3 separate regions of the Danio rerio genome follow, and all the other regions are linked to region 3. A link is a contact called in public Hi-C data. All regions are on one chromosome and are shown on one strand. The core of a region is the stretch at or near the end of the contact, and the rest is flanking DNA. Distances in the headings are between cores, read along the strand shown.

Evidence for each region. A called contact is a pair of places that touch in the nucleus more often than the background predicts.
Region 1: a contact with region 3 is called in a Hi-C map of hematopoietic stem cells, with 3 times the contacts expected there. The contact joins the promoter of sin3b here to the promoter of acbd6 in region 3. A contact is called at or near these places in 7 of 18 Hi-C or Micro-C datasets (caudal fin, embryo, hematopoietic stem cells and 1 more) and 2 of 4 datasets of contacts at active chromatin or transcription factors (caudal fin and embryo).
Region 2: a Hi-C map of an unstated tissue shows a contact between it and region 3, with 4 times the contacts expected there. The contact joins the promoter of ndufb11 here to the promoter of acbd6 in region 3. A contact is called at or near these places in 1 of 18 Hi-C or Micro-C datasets (an unstated tissue) and 1 of 4 datasets of contacts at active chromatin or transcription factors (embryo).

Annotation. Positions count from the first base shown.
Region 1 is chr8:15,999,932-16,003,259 of GRCz12tu, reverse strand. sin3b (SIN3 transcription regulator family member B) reads left to right here and starts at 1,660. Exons shown (of 19, transcript NM_001044945.1): 1 at 1,660-2,083. The coding sequence starts at 1,973.
Region 2 is chr8:15,944,307-15,948,051 of GRCz12tu, reverse strand. It overlaps ndufb11 (NADH:ubiquinone oxidoreductase subunit B11), which reads left to right and starts at 1,416. Exons shown (of 3, transcript NM_001044981.1): 1 at 1,416-1,689; 2 at 2,574-2,707. The coding sequence starts at 1,498. It overlaps def6a (DEF6 guanine nucleotide exchange factor a), which reads left to right. Exons shown (of 11, transcript NM_201040.1): 11 at 87-544. The coding sequence ends at 268.
Region 3 is chr8:16,141,974-16,145,351 of GRCz12tu, reverse strand. It overlaps acbd6 (acyl-CoA binding domain containing 6), which reads right to left and starts at 1,282. Exons shown (of 8, transcript NM_001025455.1): 1 at 891-1,282. The coding sequence starts at 1,166.

The DNA of each region.
Region 1 (3,328 bases), core at 411-2,910, 140 kb after region 3:
TCTGACGAGTCTCGAGTTCTGCTGCAACATTCGAATGGTAGGGTCAGAATTTGTCATCAACAACATGAAAGCACGGATCCATCCTGCCCTGTAGCAACAGTTCAGGCTGGGGGAGGTGGTGTTATGGTGTGGGGGACATTTATTTGGCACACTTTTGGCCAATTAGTACCAACTGAGCATCGTGTCAACACCACAGCCTACCTGAGTATTGTTGCTGACAATGTCCATCCCTTTATGAGCACAGTGTCCCCATCTTCTGATGGCTTCTTCCAGCAGGATAACGCGCCATGCCATAAAGCGCGAATCTTCTCAGACTGGTCTCTAAAACATGACAATGAGTTCACTGTACTCAAATGGCCTCCACAGTGACCAGATCTCAATCCAATAGAGCACCTTTGAGATGTGGTGGAACGAGAGATTCCCATCATGGATGTACAGTCGCCAAATCTGCAGTAACTGTGTGATGCTAACAGGTGAATATGGAACAAAATCTGAGAAATAATTCTATGCCACAAAAGATTAGCGCTGTTGTGAAGGCAAAAGAGGGTTCATCTGGTATTAGTAAGGTGTACCTAATAAAGTGTCAGGTGAGTGTACATGCTGAAAATTTTAATATGTGACATTTTTATCTGACTTCAAAATATTTCACTAAAATTTTGACATTTCCACAGTGCAGCTGCAGGTAAATTCTCAATTAGACGATAGTGAATTTTAACCAGCTGCGATAAACTACTATACTGAAAAACAAACCAGATATAGATAAAAGCTGCATTTTCCACAGTTGGGTTAATTATAGTTCATCCAATAATTAAAAAATACTTTGATTTACTCATCCTCAGTTCATTGAAGATGTTGGTGACTTTTTTTATCAGAAGAACATTAAATAAGATTCTGAAATTGTAGTACTTGATGATTAACCACAAGCAATAATGATTTATGAGTCAATACAAACTAACTGAATACCTGTGGCACCAGACAATATATTGAGGTCTTATGAAGCTTAATGTTCAGTCTGTGACTTTTATTTACAACAATATTGCCAACATTATTTATTAATGTTTAAAGATGTGTGTTGTTGTTCATCAAAATGGTACTATTTTATTGAGCAACAATATAAAAGGTTGTAAGACCCACCTCAGCACATCAACATGTACAGATGAGATTACTGTGCAAATGCATTTAAGCCACATCTGAGCAGCATTTAACTGTGTACAGTCGCCTGAATGACATTTCTGAAATAAGAATACTGTTTATTTTAGCATTAATATACACATTTTTCATATATAGTTGATTTTATTCTCATTTTTAGCTAGTAATTGTATTTTTTAGCATTGTACACTTGATATTTTAGCATTTAATTAATAAGACTACATAATATTTTATCGCGCTTACAAATCAAAACAAAGAGTGAGTCAGAAAAGATTTGAAATGGACGCACATCAACTTTTCGCAGCGCTGCCGTGATGAACAAAAACGTGTGTAGAATCTCATTCATGCCTGCGGCCGCCGAGATTCCGTCCGCTCCGCCCTCTTTCGGTTTGTGCGCGTGCGCCTTCCAACTCTTCACAACTCGCTCCGTTTCCGGGCGCTAGGATCGAGCGCACAGCTGCCGCCGAATTTAAAGAGACATACACCATTTGTTTAAATAATACGACCATTGGAGAGAAAAAATACATACATTGTTTCTCGTTCTCTCCGTTGGTACCGATGGGGTCTCAGGAGTGATCCGCACGCTTGATGGTGTAGTTTTAGCAGGGATTGCGAGCTCCGAACACACTTGCGGGCTCGATCTGGAAGTCCATACTGGAGTAACTGGGTGGCCGTCCGTAAAGTAGACTGGACTTGTTGGGGGAAGAGAGCTGGGTGGCCCCCCGAAACGAACTGATTTTTGCACGCCAGAACAAGCCGCAAATACGGAGGGACGGTAAAACATCGCGGCTTCGGTGGCTGTTGGTGGGGAAGGAAACGCACCATGGCGAAGATTCAGGCTCACAGCAGCACTGCGAAGCAAATCAACCAGATCCAAGACAAGGCCTATGTGGTTCAGAAGCAAGTCCAGCAGCAGCACTTTCAGAAACTAAAGGTAAGAAAGCAATGTCACAAGTGCATGTGTTTCCTTCTCTCGCAAAACGCATTGTGTATTAGGAAGTGCTGTGCTGTTCATATGCATATGGGGCATATCAAAGCATTCACACTCAGTGTGTGTGTGTGTGTGTGTGTGTGTCTGTGTGTGTGTAATGGATTTGAAAATCTTACGCACTCATTTAGATCATTCCGAAGCTAGAAAAGTCGATGTATTGTCGCCAAAGGCACCGATTCCTGTTCAAAACAGCGCTAGTTCATCAGTCAAACATAATGGAAGTGCTTGTGCTGTATTAAAGTCTGATGTTTTCCCTCTGCGCGGTCCTGTTTTCACCGCCGCTCTTTGTTAAACGCAAAACCCGCGGATATTTATTGAGCGTCCGCCAGAAATCACTCTTTACATTCCGTTTGTTTGACATTACACCGGTTTGTTTGAATTTAATTGACGTAGACGAGAGACAGAAAGGGGGGTTTTGCTCGGCTAACAGCTGCTTTTGTCATGAATATTTCGCTTTTCGCTTTAACATGGTATTTTAAAGACATCAAAAGTGTTTCTCTCAAACCATTATCTGTTATAAAGCAGCTCGAATCGCGTTTTGTTTGTTTTTGTTGTGAAATCGTAGTGGGGTTGTTGTGACTAGCACTATTGCTAACGCAGCAAAGCTAAAAGAGTCAGTGAGCCTTTATTTTCCTCACTGAATATTAATAAAAACCACAAAGAGAATATAAACCGTCTGTTTTTCTCTTAGACCGCATGCTTTTGGGTCAGTTTTTTTGCATTGCAGTGGTTGCATCGGGCATTGTAACTGTTCTTTTCATCTCCAGGCTTTATTTAGGCGTTTTTTCTCTCTCTCGTTGGGGTTTTTGTTCTTGAGAACAGAAGAAAAATCGACATCTTCCGTTTTGTATGCGTGCATCGGTTTAAACATTACACTTGACGGTGCTTTGCAGTTTCTCTTCCATGATTAAAATGTTGGCATTGTATTACTTGAATAGCGAGAGCAAATGCAAAGTCATTCAATATGATGGGGGTTCACATACACAAGAAATGAACTCGATGCCCCACATCTCTTTCACGAGCCCAAAAAAAGAGAAAAGGTACCATAACCTCATTATTGTGTTTCGGACATTACCATGGTAATATTCCTCAAAGCAAAACTTCCCTTGACAGTACAGTGGTGTAGTTGTATTAGCAGGTAATGCAGTGGTGGTAAAATTCACGTCCTTTTGTCTTTATGCTTAGAAT
Region 2 (3,745 bases), core at 167-2,666, 200 kb after region 3:
TTAGCAGTGTGATGCTACCGTTAAGCATTTCACTCTAACCTCTAACTTCCCTTTATTTTTTTCACCTCCTGTTTGCTTTCATCTAGAAAAGCGTTCCTCGGGTGGATCTTTCTCCAGCTTTCGCATCCCTTCACAGAAAGATCCAGCATTGCGTCAGAAGCAGAAATCAGAGGAGCAGGACGAGGAAAGCAAAGAAAACATGGAAAGTAGAGGAGGGTGTGAAGCAGACAGGCGCTTGTCTACAAACGGACAAATGGAAATACCTTAACCTCAGAAGGAAAAAAAATCTCGCATTCTCACTGCTAAGACTGATTTGAATGAAAGGAAGTTGTTTTTAAAAGGCGCCAAGACCTCAGTCGTGATGCTTTTTATTACTGTCATTGTTTGTTAATATTCCGTTTTTATACACTTCATTAAGTGAAACGTGTTGTACTGTAGTTGTTACATAATTATCTGATTGACTCATGAGTTTCTTGTGTAGAGTAAGATGTACGCTGAATAAATTTTGAAGTATTTTCAGTATGTGTGCATTGCAGCAAAAAAAGGAACTGGTGGTCTAATCTGTAGCATCAGAATACTTGTTTTTGAATGTGAGATTTGCAAAGGCTCATGCGTGTAAACTGGATTTCTTGCGAGGGAGGAACATGTTGAAGAGCTGAAGCGTCTGTGGTTTTGAGAACTTCCTGCTTCTGCAGTCAGATAACAAAACCTATGAAGACAACTGTGTGGCACTCATGTACCTTAAAGTAGCGTAACTTAAAATTTAGCAATCCAATACTAATAGTAAACTAAAATGAAGACCAAAGCATAACACTTTTACAGACATTTCGTATACAAAAAGTCATACATTTTAAGACAATAACTTGCATTGTGCTAGGTCTAGGTGTATTTAATGATATATATATAAGTCAAATTTGGTATTAAAATAGTAATACTGTGTTCCCAACACATGGGTTTATTATTAGAATGAAACACAACAACAGAAGTTTTATAATCAGTAGAGATCTTGCAAGAAACAAAACTAAACTTTTCCAAAATTAGTTCACTGCCAAACCTATTGATCAGGGGTGTCCAAACTCAGTCCTGGAGAGCTAGTGTCCTGACGAGTTTTGCTTCATCCCTTATCAAACACACCTGAGCCAGCTAACTAAGCTCTTACTAGATATATACTACTAGAAACTTCCAGGCAGCTGTGTTGAAGCAGGACACCGGCCCTCCAGCACCGAGTTTGGACACCCCTGCTATAGATATTATTTTTCAAACATGATTTAACAGATCCGGTTTAGAGTTTGTGAACAAACACACGAATAAAAGTCGTGATTCGTGAAACAGAGACATCTGCTGTTCAGCAATAACCCCCATGTTATGGCGCATCCGGTAAACTAGATGGCGGTAAGGCACGGTGAAAACCTTTCCGTCTTCATTTTTAACCCGGAAAAAAATAACTCGAAGCGGTAGCTGTCTCGAAACCACTTCGAGTACAGAAAAGTCGGGAGAATGCTCTCACGTCTGAGCCGAATCTACCCTGCTTTGTCCCGGGTTCGTCTGAGCTCGGCGCTCGGGAGCCGCTTTGTATCTCAGACGCCGCAGTCTAGCGCGTCCGGAGCTTCGGTGCCTGCTGATCTGCGGCCCTTTGCTCCGCCGCTTCAGGACAGTCATGGACACGCAGAGGTCAGCCCGTTTGACAAGGTAAGAGGACCACAAACATGTGTACGATGCTTGGGGCACATTTAAATGTGGCTCAGTTGACAAGAGGTGCGTGAGTATTGTTTAACAAATGTGTCTGTTTGATAAATTCTTTCTTAATTCTCTAAATGACCTGCACTGATGTATATTTACATTGTGAACACTACTGTTTATATTGTGCATACATAGCATCTCTTGGTGTATGCATTATATTGCATGTTAAAAAGAGAATGCGGTTAAGTTGGTTTTATATTCGCACATTTGGACTTTCTCCTTAAAATAATTTCAGAAAAGTGTGTTGCTTGCACATTTTAAATAGTCAAACCCTATTAGCAGTCAATGACTATTTTACTTCACTCGTTTATTTCTATAGCACTTTTACAATGTAGATTGTGTCAAAGCAGCTTAACTTAGAAGTTCTAGTTTTCAGAGATGCAGTTCAGTTTAGTTTAGTGTGGTTAAATTTCACTATCAAAGTTCAACATTGTTTCCAGCCAATTAAATAGAGCTAATGTTGTTTTTAAGTCATATTTACATAAGATTTCAGGCCGAAGTAGCATAATAAACAATATATAGACTGTCTCACAAGTTTCAAATTCATTCAAAAATGAACGAATGTGCGAATATAAAGTCAACTTTAGCTTAATTAAAAATTGGATGTAAATTATTTCTGCCAAAGTTTTCACTGGATTTTATTGTGCATTCATCGCTATTCTTGTGAAATGGTTCTATTCTAGTCCGTTTGGTTGTTGCAGCAGTCATGCAATGTGATCAGCAATATTAAAATGATAAATATATGTTTGGAGAAATGTTTTTCAGTGTTACTTTGCTTCATAATCCTATAAATGCTGGTTTATCAATAGAACATGTTTATCTTTGCTTTTCAGAATCCAGATTTTCACGGCTTCCATCATGACGAACCAATTGTGGATGAATGGAACATGAAATTGGCATTTTTCTTTTCCATTTCTTTGGTCATTGTTGTTGGAAGCACTTTCATTCACTATTTACCAGATCACGGGTAAGTGTGCATTTATGAGCCCACTGTTATTTGCACTGAACGCTTTGGCATGTATTTGTGGGTGTACTTGAGCCTTTATGCGCACCAAACAAGCAGACTGAGTCCTAGTTTGTCTGCCGTTCACTCTTATTTGTAGATTCAGGTATGGTTCCGGTAAAACATGAACACAATACAAACAAAAGCTATGTACAGAATATGATGTTACAAGTTGTTATTAAATGTTTATTTGCAAATTAAAGCCTCGTATGAGATGTCAAAATCTAATTTATTAAACAGCATGTGTGAAATACAAAGGAGAGGTTTTCTTCTCTATTTGAAAACATAACATTGGATCAAGAAAATTGTAATAATAGTAAAAAACTAAAATAATATAATATAGATCTAGGGAATCTATTAAAATATACAAATAATGTAAACAGAACTTTCAGGGTGGAAAGATAGAGAGAGATTTAAATAACTTTTATTACTATTGGACATTTGTTTGGAATCGATTGCACTCATTTCATCATCATCATCATCATCATCATCATCATCATCATAATCATATAAACACATCAGTTTTTTTTCCAGGGGGGCTTTTTTATGCTTTGCAGATGCAACAGATATATTGAGAGCAGGGCACACATTCTTATTCGCTTCGAGTTGATCACACCCCATATTAATTTTTACTAATATTGTTGTCTAATCCAATATTCATGTGGCAATAAATATTGCTGCATGTGGCAATAAATATTGCTGCATGTGGCGCAGCCCTAAGGTATAGTATAACCATAAAATAGATGGAAACACTTTAGCGTACCAGTTTTTTTTTTTGCTCATTACCTTTCAAAACAGCTCTCAGAAAGAATTTCATGGACACCGTTTAGTCTTTTTCTCAATTGTTGCTTGGTGAAAATAGCATCAGATGTATGGACATAAAACATGGACAATCAGCCTTGCACATAACATTGATTTGGATGCATTGCCAGTTCTTTTGCAAATCCTAATAAGCCATTTTGTGCATATTTAGTTCAGCCTCACTAAATGTGTCTTTACTAA
Region 3 (3,378 bases), core at 33-2,532:
AGCACAGCATTGTTCACAGTCAATTAAATAGTGCTAATGTTGTTTTCAAGTCATACTTACATGCAATTTTAGACCGAATAGTCAATGTACTGTAGCATAATAAACAATATAGAGACAATCACAAATTTTCACTGTTCAAAAATGAACAAATAACCTATATAAAATGCTTTCTACTGTTATGCATGTTGTATGTATATACTTTTTTGTTTTCTTATTTATGTATTTTGGCTTGTCAACCACCTTTACATGCGCGCACATACACACATCTGCCATTTGACTGACATCAGTTATTTTTACAGTTTTGTTTTGTTTTGTTTTTTTAAACTCTGTTTTTTGTTTTTACCTCTCTATTTGTATGTGTTTCAATGTAATTTGTGTAATAATAATAATAATAATAATAATAAAATGAGAGTAAAAAAGAGAGTAAAAAAGAACAAATGATCGAACATAAGCGCTACTTTTACCATAATTTCAACAGGCACATTTATCTGTAAATTGAGGTAAAGTTGGTTTTATATTCAGACAATCGTTCAGTGACAACTTGTGACATGCTCCCTATATGGTTTACTACGCTACTTTCAAGTATGACTTCAAAACAATATCATTCTGAAAATATAATTTTGAGGGAAAAGTCAGAATGTGTGAATATAAAACCAACTTCACCTCAATCATCTGTCAGAACTACACAGAAGCACAATTTTAATCACAGCACAATTACTACTGTTTTTGTGGCTACTGGGAAAACTTTTAATTAGCTCCCATTGTCTACTGGTAAAATATTGACTAAACTAAATTAACGCTTTGTATTGTGTTTGCACGAGCTGTCATGTTAATAGAAAGTTATTTTACAGCTTGGTGAGCAATGACAATGAGGAGAGCTCTGTGTTTACCTGTTTGAACCTGGCGTACAGATACAGCAGCTGTTCTCTACTGGCTGTCTGCACGAGATCTCGGACCCGGTCTGCCGCAGACTCAAACTCATTCTCTAGATCTGCCCCTTCTAATCGAGCCGATGCATCGCCAGCACTGCAATCAAATTTCCCTAATCCGAAATCGGAATCAGAGTCAGAGCCTCCGCCGAGTGGCTCTCCGGTGTCAGGCCGGGCTGGATCAGTACCGGAGCCCGTCGCTGAGTCTGGGGAGGATGATGGAGATCGGGACGCCATTGAAGAGAATAAAGATACCCTTCAGGGTTTATTAACAGTATTTTTTGCTTTGGTTGTTATTAAATAGTAATAAAAACGGCACAGACAGTTGGCTGCTACAGTACGTTTTCCGTAATCCGATTCAGTCGGACTTGTTTTGAGAATTGGTCCGTGAATGGTACGTCACAATAAAAGGCGCGACTGCATCCTGCACCCGGTGAAAACGGTTCCAACTGTTAATAGGTAATAATATTTATACAGTCGCATGATGTTCAAATCCAATTAAATCAGATCGATTGTGCAATACCATATTATAGGAAGCGATTTAGAACTTTGACAGAATTTCAACTTAAACGTAAACAAATTATCATTAAATAAATATAAGTAAAACAAGTTCAAACATAACAAACAGGTTATGTTATTTGGGAAATTAAAAAGTATTCATAATATAGATTTACAAATATGATAATTCAAATGTTAATGAAGTTACATAAAGAGTATATGCAATTAGGTTTCTTGGTGCTGCATTGGATCATAATTTAGTTGGAAACCACAAATAAATAACGTGATATCAAAATTAGTAAAAACTGTAGCAATAGTGTATAAAGCATGATTTATCCTGGACAATAAATCAATGTATATATTATGTAATACACTTATGTTGCCATATATGAGGGGGTGGTATATGTTACAAAATGTAAATAAATGCAAAATATGTCAAAGATGCCAAAAGGATAAAATATGTCTCATGTAAAAAGAAGAGTAAAGGAAGAAATAAGTAATAGACGAATGATGTATGTGGTAATGGGGTGGGAAAATAAAACGCTTGTGCTTCATCCCACTCCATTTTCCACCATGTTAAAGTTTTTTATTTTTTTTTTGTTAAGGATAATTTGTGTATGATATTTCTGTTCGAAAATAAATAAATCAAAATCAAATCAAAGCAGCCACAGAATGTATTTGACATAAAAATGCAATAAACCAGGAGCACGTTACTATTTTTGTTCATTGTGATTTTGGCGCAGATTCTGAAATATAAATATTGTCCACAAGATGGCAAACTTATCACATTTTCCCAAACGTGTGTCCATTTATTCCGCTGTCCAAATCCTGTTCAACCAAAGAAAAACACGTCACAGACGCTCAGATTACTTCTCCCTGCATTTCTTAAAAATGTCTTGTTGCGGTAGTGCTGAAGGTTTTTATGTTGCCCAGAAGCTAAAAGTGCCCCCCTGGTGTGCTAAAATATAAGTACATAAGGCGGGAATGCAGGCCTCTTAGGGGTCATGAATCAGTTCTTTATGGCCTTGAGTCAGCATGTAATATATTTGAGTAAAATGTAAGTAAACAGATTCATAAACAAGAGTGAAGGGCTCAGGTGGACTGGTGGATGCTTTCGTTTTAAGTTTCTTGTACTCTTGTGCTTGTAAATCATAAGTGTTCTTTTCTTTTTGAAAGTAGTATGCACTTTTTGATGTTAAATATAGACTAAAATCTATTTTATAAAATGTCGATTTTGAAATAAATTACTGCCATCAACCGTGTCAGTAAGGAATTAATGTATTTATATAAATTACAGAAATTAGACATCTTATTATTTATGTCATAAGCTTGTGCAGTATTGTATCAATATAAACACACAATATATTCATATATTTTATTGCAAATAATATAATTAGTAATATGTTGATGTTTTCTTTCATTTGTTGTAGCTCATTTGAAAAGTGTGTAGTATGCCCTGACTAAATATTGAAAAAAGTAGGTCCACTTGTAAAACATCTATTTTCAACAAATGATCCAATACATGAATAATTAAGTTGGCAAAGAATGTGTTATATAAGTTACAGAGTTTAACAGTGAATGACGTATCTGTTGCACATAGTGCTTAGCATACATAAGTTCACCCCTCACAAATCTCTCTTTTAAATTTATATTTTTAATAGGAAGCTATACAATATTATAAATTGTGCATATACATTAGATAAGACAGTACTGAAGCGTAGTACTGAAAATAGCTTACAATAACAGTCCACAAAGTACAGCCAAATTTATGTTATATATAGAAAAATATTAAATATAAATAAAAATTAAAAAAAAGAAAAAATCAGGAGAAGCAAAACAATTGAAAAACTTAGTTAAAATTTTGTAGGTTGTAATATATAGATATATATTTTTTTGCAATTTCTTTTTTTGAATTTAATTGTATTATCTTTAAATTTTTTAATATGTTTGG